Regions from separate parts of the Hordeum vulgare genome. Here region 1 is linked to region 2. The links are chromatin contacts, called in public Hi-C maps. All regions are on one chromosome and are shown on one strand. Each heading gives the region's core, a stretch centred on a gene start, on an enhancer-like site or on the middle of the called end of the contact. The rest is flanking DNA. Distances are from core to core; before and after follow the strand shown.

The links. A called contact is a pair of places that touch in the nucleus more often than the background predicts.
Region 1: a contact with region 2 is called in a Hi-C map of leaf, with 3 times the contacts expected there. The contact joins two enhancer-like sites. A contact is called at or near these places in 2 of 6 Hi-C or Micro-C datasets (leaf and seedling).

Annotation. Positions count from the first base shown.
Region 1 is chr6H:547,872,406-547,877,876 of MorexV3_pseudomolecules_assembly, forward strand. No RefSeq gene overlaps it. Among protein-coding and RNA genes, the nearest start is that of LOC123402207, 25 kb to the left of the region's middle. Within about 2 kb of position 3,881, at least 1 of the 3 cell types and tissues checked has open chromatin away from gene starts, as enhancers often do. A contact at or near this core is called in leaf, where this site is marked.
Region 2 is chr6H:547,735,642-547,741,234 of MorexV3_pseudomolecules_assembly, forward strand. No RefSeq gene overlaps it. Among protein-coding and RNA genes, the nearest start is that of LOC123403080, 32 kb to the left of the region's middle. Within about 2 kb of position 2,845, at least 2 of the 3 cell types and tissues checked have open chromatin away from gene starts, as enhancers often do. A contact at or near this core is called in leaf, where this site is marked.

The DNA.
Region 1 (5,471 bases), core at 2,631-5,130, 140 kb after region 2:
TGGGGCTAGGACCCCTCCAGACAGCTTACGGCCAAATGATGTCAAATGGTCATAGATTTATGACCATTCCTTCCAGGGTCACTGACAAAAGGTCGTTAGTTGACATATTTCTTGTAGTGATTTTTCTATTATAAAAAATTGCTCGCGTTGGATTAAGGTGGATCCGAGTAACATGGAATATACTGTTGGAGTAGGATCCAACGCCATTACTATTTTCTAATTGTGGCGCCATATTGGTGGCGTCGGATGTCCATGCCAACAAGGCTATTTTTGGCACGTCATAGCTAGCCTTTTCTGCACTAATGACATGGTATAATGTTTAAATATTTAAGTGGCATGATGATATATGAGATGGTTTTTATTCTAAAATCTATGGTTATCATGAGATTAAAGAAAATGTACTTCAAGATGTATTATACGAATGTATCTCTCAAAAAAATCTACAAATGTATGTCATGTTTTATTTTGAATGAACGTACACAATATGAATTTAAGTCCATATTTTTTGGCAAAAGGAAAATCTCTTCTTGAAAAGAGAGAACACTAAATATGTCAAGTATATTTCCTATCATCATACACTCAATCACATCTCATTTTACCTCATCCATCTCTCTCTATCTCCCCCCCCCTCTCTCTCTCTCTCCCCCTCTCCCTCTCCCCCCCCTCTCTCTCTCCCTCTCTCTCTCTCGCTCTCTCCCTCTCCCTTGCTCTCTCCCTCCATCCCCCCTCTCTCTCCCTCCTGTAGGAATCCATAATTTGTAACGATTCAATAACATGTTTCTTTTCTAGCAGTTTTCTTTACGTGCAAAAAATAAATTGTCCAGTATTTGTTGGTGTAAGTAATATAATATGGCGAAGTTTGTATTTTTTATAAGATACACTTTCTGCACATAAATGAAAAAGGATAGTTTGCATTTTTTATAATATGGCGAAGTTCGTGTTTTGACTCGGACATTTTTTGAGGCTTTTATTAACCAATTAATGGCAAGCTCTCTTCCCTATTTATCTTCCACATTTGTCCACGAAGAAATTAGGGGCCTATTCTTACATTTTCTAATTTCTACTATCCAAATAGGTTCTAAAATTAACCTTCGATTTATCAACAAAAAAACTTTGTTAGTTATTTCCTGCAATATTACTCACATGTCTACTTGGATTGTTTCAAAAGTTGCTTATTAGAAACCATGCAAAATCTAAAAGCTCATCTCCTTCGGAATAGAGAGATTCTAGATTTTCAGTTTCCTTAGTGGAGCTTTGTAAATGTGAAAACCCCATTTTGGGGGCATATATATTGATTCGTAATGCAATTCTCTATTCAACATGCTAAGTTCACAATAAGTTAAACTATGCTAGGTTTTCGTGTTCAGGGAGTATCAGTTTTATTCCCTTTATGCCCCATTAGCACACCCCTTCCTATTAAGCTTAGTTAAGTGTGGAAAAGTTATTTTGCCGGTATACTTGACTTTTCTTTCAAATTTTTTGCTTCGACATACCATAAATACATAAGGATTTTTTTTATTTTAATTAGTAAACGAAGATAAAGTGGACTCTCAGGTAGCGACTTTTTTGTGTAGATGGGAGGAAATACATTTTATTCGAGCACTCATGCTTTTTTGTTATTGCAATGCTCTAGAACCCAAAATCATTATCAATTAGTATGCATGTGTTTGAAATTAGCACACATTTATGATAATAAAAAATTTGTAGTGGAACAAAGTATAATTTCAACACCGTTGTGTAGTAATTCTATGATCGTTACTCATCACAGGAGAAGAAGATATACATCAACTTATATGTTGTAGTAACAAGATATAATGTATCTTACATCCTTCTCGAGCTTCAAGCCAAACATAATAAAGTGGCATAGGTTCCCAGGTCCACTCCCAGTTGCGTCATAGAACATCAAGACATAGAAAACATAATTTAACATGGAACCAAGCTAAATCAGGGTTAAAAATATATTGGTAGGACGGGACCACTACTTATCCAGCCTTTCTAATAGATGAGTCAACCTACAATTGCTCTCAGAAAGTCATGTGTTTTGAGGTACTCTACAAATCCGTTTGTGAGATAACAATTATGTGTTTCCTAATTCCTGCAATCAAGACGAGTTGTAAGATTTATGATATTAGATTTGTCTCAAAAAATACTATGTTCATTTCACGTGTCCTTTCCAGGTGGAGCAGTTGCCAAACTCATGTCTTTTGAGGTACTCTACAAATCGATAATATGTGAGATACCAATCATGTGTTTCCTAGTTCTTGTAATCCATATTAGCTCTAAGATTTACAACATTAGATTTGTCTCACAAAATTTTATTATGTTATTTCTTATAAATATTAGTCACATGTTCATACAAAGATTATTAGTCAAAGTTGCTCATTGGCTATCCTTCATGCCTCCATGAACCCCAATTAGTAGAGTTTTGTTTTGTACTACTCCCTTGTGTCAAAAAATTTGTTACATTATGGGACGGAGGGAGTAAAAAAGGTATTTTCCATATATTTCCCTTATTTGCAGCTCTCCCTTTGACATATTAAGAATACAATACTTTCATTTATGTCAATTACTCCCTCGTTTCCAAAATAATTTAAGTTCCACGTTTGTCTTAAGCCAAACTTCTTTAAGTTTGACAGATTTTATACAAAAAAGGTAGTATTTGCAACATCAAATATATGTTGTATAAATAACATGTGTTATGATAAATCTAATGAAGCCGCTTTGCTGTTGCAGATGTTGGCATATTTTTCTATAATCTTGGTCAAACTTTAAAAGTTCTGACTAGGGACAAACTTATAACTTCAAGTATTTTGGAACTTGGGAGTACTAAATTGTGTGAACATACACTTTTAATAATGATTTGTTGTTGTTTAGATGACATAAAGTAAGTTTAATGTGCGCATGCATACCTTAGGTGAACTTGAAATCATTAGTGCAAGTACCATAGTATTATCTTAGTAATGACGCACATGATGTTGCCGAGCTAGAAGAGAAACAAAAACATAGGATTGCCTTCTCCTAACTAAGAGGTGATCTCTTAGGCTGCATTTGCCATTGAAGTGGATTATCATAAACCCTTTGTGATGGCACTTTTGCATATTTTACAGTTTGTTTGACCCACTTTTACCAACTTTCATGACTAATTTTCATATTAAATTAAAATAAGTGCAATACAGTTTAGTAACCGCAAGTCGAGCCTCGTTAAGAAATATAAGGCATTTTCCCCATTACGACATGTCTTCTCGTACTCTCATAGTTTCAAGTTTACTTTTATTTCTGTCATGATATTTGGAGTATGCAAACAAAAATTAAAACTATGAGAGATGGAGCAAACGTGAGAATCTATTGTACAACATGTAATTTGTATTTTCTGTAGACGGCATAAATGGAGTAAGATAAGACCGTCCTATCAACCAGCGCACATGTCTTTACCCGTTTAGTACGTATGAGATAATCCCTTCATATATAGACAATACGAAAGGAATGCAATTCCTTACCAGTGGCACCTATATATCTAGCTAGTGAATTATTTCAAGGGGAAAAAAGCTAGCGAATTATCTTAAATGTTTGTTACTGCCCTTCTAATATCGCTTGTGAGAAGATATATAGTTGAGCTTTGGCGGCGGTCAAAAGCTCACTCTTGTGGAAGATTGGAACAGCAGATGGAGCTGCTTTTGTGGTAGCTTTAAGTTTGTCGTAGAAAGGTAGGCAGGGCAGGAGCAGGACCATGGCTTTGCCTTCGCGATCAATCAGCCAACCTAGCTAGCTATGTATAATTGCTTCCTTCCTTCGCTTCTTCTCCTTCCATCGTATCATCACCTACCGGACCACAGCGATACACACGATCGATCGATCGACGCATGTGTAGATCGATGTATATATATGTGGATCACAACTGGACGAGACGTCCCTTTTCTTTACTTGTCTTAGCTTTCCCCCCAAGGGATCGGACGGCGACCCATGCTTTACGGAATCTTAGGGCACATCATCAAGCGCTGGTCCTCATCTTGACTCCATTATAGTACTACGATGCATACATGCATGATTGTGAAATGATCAATCGGTTTGCGATACCGGACAGATGATACGATATTCGCAGAGCGTACTACTGTACATGTGTTAGTAGATTGTACTAACAAACATGCATATATGCATGTTCATGCACGATGCTCCATGCCACTCCAGTTTGCAGCCTCGTGGTGTGCATGCGGATGTCAGAGTGTGTATGTGCACGCACAGTATAGTACAGTTGTATATATATGGTAGCATAGATATGCTGTACAGTTGTTAACTGGAGACACGTATAGTACCACTTGTGATATATCCAATCCAATGAACAGCTAGCGTGTACAAGCAAGTATAACATTTTGATCAATCAGTTGAAGGATGTCCTGCTGATCATTGGCTCTGCAGGAATATCAGTGGACCCTGCCTGTATCATACATTTCTTTTTTGTACTTCCACTAGTGCCTAACTTCTCCAGAAGAAATACTATAGGTGGACCAAGTAATACATACATCTGGTGTATGTATTACTTGGTCCACCTATAGTACCAATACTATACAATTGACAATCCCAGACTCACTTAAGTAGAAAAAAGAATGGGAAGAATGAGACGGCACTGGGGCACCGGCATCATCTATATATGGCTACAGGTAATGATAGAGGGTTAATTAAACAATGTATTCTGCTCTGGATATACTCCAGCAATATAGTACAAAGAGGGCAACTTTTAAAATCAAATTTAATAGAAGTGTTGTCCAGAAGCAACTTATTCTGCTCTGGATAGTCTAGCACTACAGTAGTATATATACATATAATGAAGATGGGTCGATGACATTCCCGTAGCATATTTGTCCAGTGACGTCTGCATATACTAACGTGGACAGAATCTTCAGATATGATGTGGCAAGGCTAATTAGTGCATCGTGTCATCGACACAATCCCCACATGTTTGCCTATCTGCGTTTTCTCTCTAATAGCTATGTTTATTTGTGCTAAACTTTCAATACCCTCGATTTCCAAATGCAAGATGTATTTTCATTTGTTAAGAGAAAACTCAAATCGATAGTTCTTCTTTACTATGTGGTTCTTGTGACATAAATAAGATGTCATTATATTCATAATAGAAAAACAGTCTACGATCGATGTTGTATTAGGTGAACCATCCTGGTATCATATATATTTTTTACTTTGTAACTTAATACATAGCGTTCCTAAAACTATAAAACATATCATAAATGTATGCGTGTAAAGGACGGATGGGAACGCATAGGCGTGAGCTTTTGTGAAATGATTCGACCCTTGTCATATTTTATACTCCCTCCGTCTCAAAATAAATAGCTTAATTTTAATACAATTTTATACTAAAGCTAATACAAAGTTAAGACAGTTATTTTAAGGCAGAGAAAGTATAATGTAAGTCGGGCATCTAAAATCATGTCACCGTACATCTTACGATAAGTTGATGC
Region 2 (5,593 bases), core at 1,595-4,094:
GATGGGGACAGGGGCTACACGGCGATGGGAGGGCGCAATGTTCGGCACCGGCTCGATCGATCGGCCCATCATTTCCGACGTGATCGGGGACGCGACCGAGACGAGAGCTAGCTTTGTCGCGCGCGGTTCCCCCGATGGAGCCGAGGCCGATGTGTGCGGGTCGCCGCGGCCGGCACCGTCGCAGCTAGCGACGGGGGAGATGCGTCGTGTTTTGTTGCGCGATCGGTCGAGGAGCAGGAGACGACGGCGCGGCACATGTGCTTGTTGTTGAGCCTAGGCGCCTAGCAGTCTTGGTGCGTGCGTGCCGCCGCTTCGTGTGCGCGCGGGTTGAGGTGGAAGCCGTTGCAACTTGCAAGCTTACTTGCAGACAACCGTTTCCCCACCCCGCCAAGCTACTCTGCTCGCGATCGACAGCAACTATGCTGGATGTGATGGAAGCTCGACCGAGCAGTGCAATTACTGTGGCGCGCGTACGTACACACGGCCGTCGCCGTCGCCGTCGCGGATGGAATATATATGCGCGACGCCAAAGGAGAGGGTGCTCGAGCCGGGGTTTTCGTCAAGCAGAGTGCAACAACGACGGCCAGATGGATCTAGCGCGTTGTTCTCCATAGATGGCACAGCCTAGCAAGATCATTGGAGAAGATGGTATCAGCGCATGACTATGGAGGGCCGCGAGCTCGACAAGCAAACCTGAATCTGTCATACAGCTGCATGGGTGTTATTATATAGGTTCTCTTTCGAAGTCTCGGTGTTTGGTTTGGGGCAGCATGGCAGCGGTGTTGCCCCTGGATATGTATATATAATGTTCTCCATGCCATATCCTCGTTACGTTGGTGCGCTTTGCGCCGACGGAGAGCGTGTGGAGCGGTGTTTCCGATGGGTTTTCCAGGATCTGGGACCGTACCGGTGCATTAGGCGCATTACAGAAAGTCAGAAAGTAACACTCAGACATGGTGCATTGACTTTCACTTTATTTTTTATTTTTTGCAAGCCAAGAAGAACTGTACCGACAACTTTGGTTGGATCATGGAGTGCGTGTACAGTGTTCGCGGGAGGGCCATACAAATATGCTTTTTGTACAACGTGACGCCGCCTCACATTTGCACGCGCACACTCGATGACAACCATGACTTTATATATTTGGTTGCATGAATGCTTCCATAAAATCATGAAAGAATGGGCGGAATCAGCAGCAAATTGAGCATCATGCAACGCAGCTGGCCACGGCGAATACTGTTCACGAGTCAGATGCTCGGAGAACCTGATTGGAAAACTACTGTAATAATAATAAATTGTGATACCTGTTTGTTGGCCATCCAGCTAATCAATCCCGGTTTGTCTCATTAGTTAGAATACACCAGAATTGGTCCCAAAACCCAGAAAAGCACACATGTTTAGGCATGTGTCAATGCTATTTTTTTAACGCGGTTTCATAGTCATTTTGCTGACGTGACATACTAGTTAATAAAAAAAGAGAGCGGGGTTGTATCTTAACTAACATACAACCCTATAGACAAAAAATAATTCTAGTTCAATCATATGCATGTATTACCCCAAATTATTAAATATAGATATAAAACAATGCATTGGCATGATTGTATTTTAAATTATTAATGATTCTATAATAACGCGATAAGAGACGATGTATTGACTCAGACCTTATCACCAGTTGACTTTCACCTTCTTTTACTTTTTACTTTTGGCTATGCCTTTTCTAAAACTTTAGTCGAGACATCAAAAGAGGAAAAGGCACACAAAAAGTTACTTTCTTTACCACTAACTAGCAAAAGAGCCCGTGCGTTGCAACGGGAGCAAACCGTACAAACATATCATAACCTAATAATCATAATTTAAGACCTTTATTTAAACTTACTGCATAAATAGAATTTAAAAATTATTAAATAAGTAAAATAACATCATATTTAGATTGTACGCATCACTATAGATTCAAATTACATTATAAATAGAAATTAAAAAATTAAATAGGTAAGAAACATTATATTTCGATTCAACACATTTTTCGAATGAAAGTCCATATGTAATAATTTAAGATTAGAGTTACAGTTTAAAAGATATAATTTTTTAAAGTATGTATTAATTATAATTGAACCGCGGATTAATTAACAACATGGACCGGCCTTGTTGTGAAAAAATGGATTGTACGCTATTGATTAAAATTACAGCATAAATATAATTTTAAAATTGTTAAATAGATAAAATAACATTATGTTTAGACTGTGCGCATCACTATTTATTAAAATGATATTATAAACACAATTTAAAAAAATTAAATAGATAAACTAACATTATATTCAGATTCTACATATTTTTTAATAAAATTTCATATATAATAATGTAAAATTGAAGTTATCGTTTAAAAGATATGATTTTTTAAAGTATTTTGCACTTATAATTAAACTACAGATTAATTAATTAAAAACTGTAGGGGTGTTTTCGAAAACATACAGAAAACGATTGTTTTTTTTACTCAAGTATGTACTACGGATTTATTTTGTGAAAACTGAAGGAGCTTTTTACAAAAACTCCGAAAAAGTTTCGTTCTCTCAGCTAATTATGTACTGCGGGTTGATTTCGGGAACTCATAGGGGTTATCTGTAAACAATACAAAAACGATTGGTTATTCACTTAAATCGGGACTACAGGTTGATTTCGGAAAACTGCATGGGGTTTTATGCAAAACAACCACGACGGTCAGAAGCACACCACACGGTGCTTTATTATTAGAGAGAGATTATGTTGACCCCTACGGACGATTAATCTCTTTGACTAATTGCATGATTAGAGGGATCAACGACGAGACAGCTCCCATGCCGTTAGTTAACTAGCCGGCGTAGCTTGCCCTCGCCGCCTTCCTCTTCCTCCCTCTCACCGATCAATCTCGCACAAGGAGGCGTCGCCGTCGCGGTTGTCTTTGTCCGTGTGATTGGGATGGGACATCTTACATTACATTATAAAATGGGCTATCTCGCAACACACAAGCACACACCATCACGAGAAATACACTTGTGTCGCCTATCAACGCTCAATCAGTGCAATCAAGTACTAGTAATTAATTGATCCCCATGATTAACTCCCACGTTTCTTTATTCATGAAACCTGATGTGTCACGTCACCTTGATTTCGGGTTGGTCGGTTAATTTTTCCTCCATTGCAATAAGAAAACTACTAGAAAATAATTGCGCTGCATTTTTAAGGTTGGATATAGCCCATCCGTCCGCCCGAGTTAAGCTATATCTGCGCGTAAAACAATAACATGCATGCATGTTACTCCCTCCATTTCTAAACATAAGTCTTTTAAAAGATTTTATAAGGGGTTAAATCTAAAAGTATGTTTATATACATCTATATGTAATCTATTAATGAAACCTTCAGAAAGACATATGTCTTGAAATAAAGGGAGTATTTTTTCTGAAGAAGTTGCATGAATGTAACTCAGTCGGGCAAGCACGCATCGCAATGTACTCCCTATTTCTTTACGAAAGAAGTATGATGCAAGTATATATGTACAACTTGCAGCCAACCATCATCACGACAGACCTTCATGCCCTACTCAATTAGTACCATTTTTTCTTTCTTTCGGGGGAGTACTTACGTGCATGTACTTAGCCATGCATTCGTACATCCGTGAGTGAATACATGCAACCTGCGGGCATGTACTACATATGATGTGAAGACATTATATAGCCACGCATATTAAATTGAACTTTTTGAAAGTTAATCGACTTATTAGTTCCAAATAAAAGAATAGTTGTCAGTAGTGGCGGACCTACAAATAAAATGAAGGGTTGCACACTTCAAAAAAAGTGAGATCTATTTTTCTTGGCTTGGATGGGTCTTAAAAATCAACTAATTATTACATGGTAAGAAAACATTCTTCAAAATTCTGGGTGTGCCATGGCACACCTGGCACATCCCCTAGATACGCCACTAGTTGCCAGGCGTCCCGGTCATTCCCAGCTATATGATGTTTGTTTTCTTCTCGTTGTGAGCATCCTACCGTTTTACGCTATTGCAGGGCTCGCCCATGAAACAGTCGATTAAATAGAAGGTCTAAGGTAGGACTTCATCTGCCCTTCGTGAATGTGCCACTCCTTGATGACTATTGGATTCATACTTTGATTAATTCATCCAAAAGTTTAAACTGATGAAAATAGACTGACAATATATATACTTAGCACGTCTATTCATGTTTAGGGTTATTTAGTCCTTAGACATGATATTTATGTAGTTGTGGATTTTTTTTCAATACTGCATTGGTAGGGTCTTGAACTTAAGATCTCCTCGATCTGATATGAATTTTGAATTCATGCTACAACCAATTCATCCAAATGTCTGAACTGACGAGAAGAGACGGGCAATATATTTCAACAGTAACAAAATGAGAGCGAACACCTAGCTCGCCGCCAACCTTCCACCACACCTACGCCCACACCCCATCCCTCTCCCTCATCACCGTTAGAGGTGGTTGAAAGCAAGCCCGCTTGGCGCCAATGAAGGTGGTGGCAAGGCTCTCGGTGGTCCATCTTGCGTGGAGGGCTCCGGATGGAAACATGGATATCGACTTTGGGTGGAGATGGCATTGCCGATCACTAGGTGGGCGGCTGTTGTGGTTGCTAGCTGGCTACCTAACCTAGCGGTGGTAATGGGTGCTAGCAATTAGTGTGGGCGGTGAAAAGTGTTAGACTACCCACAATGGTGAGTAACATAGAGTAGTAACATACATATGTTACTAGTCTAAGTTACTATCTTCAGAGTTGATGGTAACATATGGATAGTAACATTGAGCCTTTCATTTATTAGCTTATATACTCATCTTGCCTTGATATGCGTTACGTTACTCATAGGGGTAGTAACATGTTAAGTTACTTAATTTCTCTCTCTTCTTATTAATTAATTGCCATATCATATTTTTTCTTAGGTGACATCTATGAGACTACCTATGTTACTTTCACTGTTGGTAGTCTTAGCGAATAGTGGTTGCGGCATACTCACTTGCTCCACCAGCTTGGCGTCAAACCTGAACAAGGGATGCCCTGCATGTATTGCTCGCCTCTCTCCGCTGGCTGCTGATACTAGAAGCCTTCACGCTCATCGGATCTATGTGTTAGTTGGGGTGGAAGGTGTCGCGAAAACCCACATTGATGACGATGTGATGTCCATCTCCTTCCATGGAGGGTTGGAGTTTTGGTACAATATGCCCGTCCTCTTTACGATACATCCTTTTTTTGTTTGCAACCATGTCTTGTAACTTTCATCTTATGTGTTACTTTTAATGATAGTGATGACAATTTCATGAGGAGCTCGACTTATGTGATGGGCATTCGTGAAGTCCTCCCCTGGCAGCTTGGTTGCTAATATCTCGTAAGGATCCTAGGGCGAACCATTTTGTTTTGGTGCAGGTCGGAACTTATCCGACAGGGAATTTCGCTACCTTAGGACTGTTATAATTACAGCTCCCGTTCACTGGGGCTTCGGTCGCTCGGTCGCTTCCCTGTCATCAGTTCACCAACTTCCTTGACCTTCCGACACTGGGCATGCGTCAGCCCTATACATGGTCTTACGACTTTGC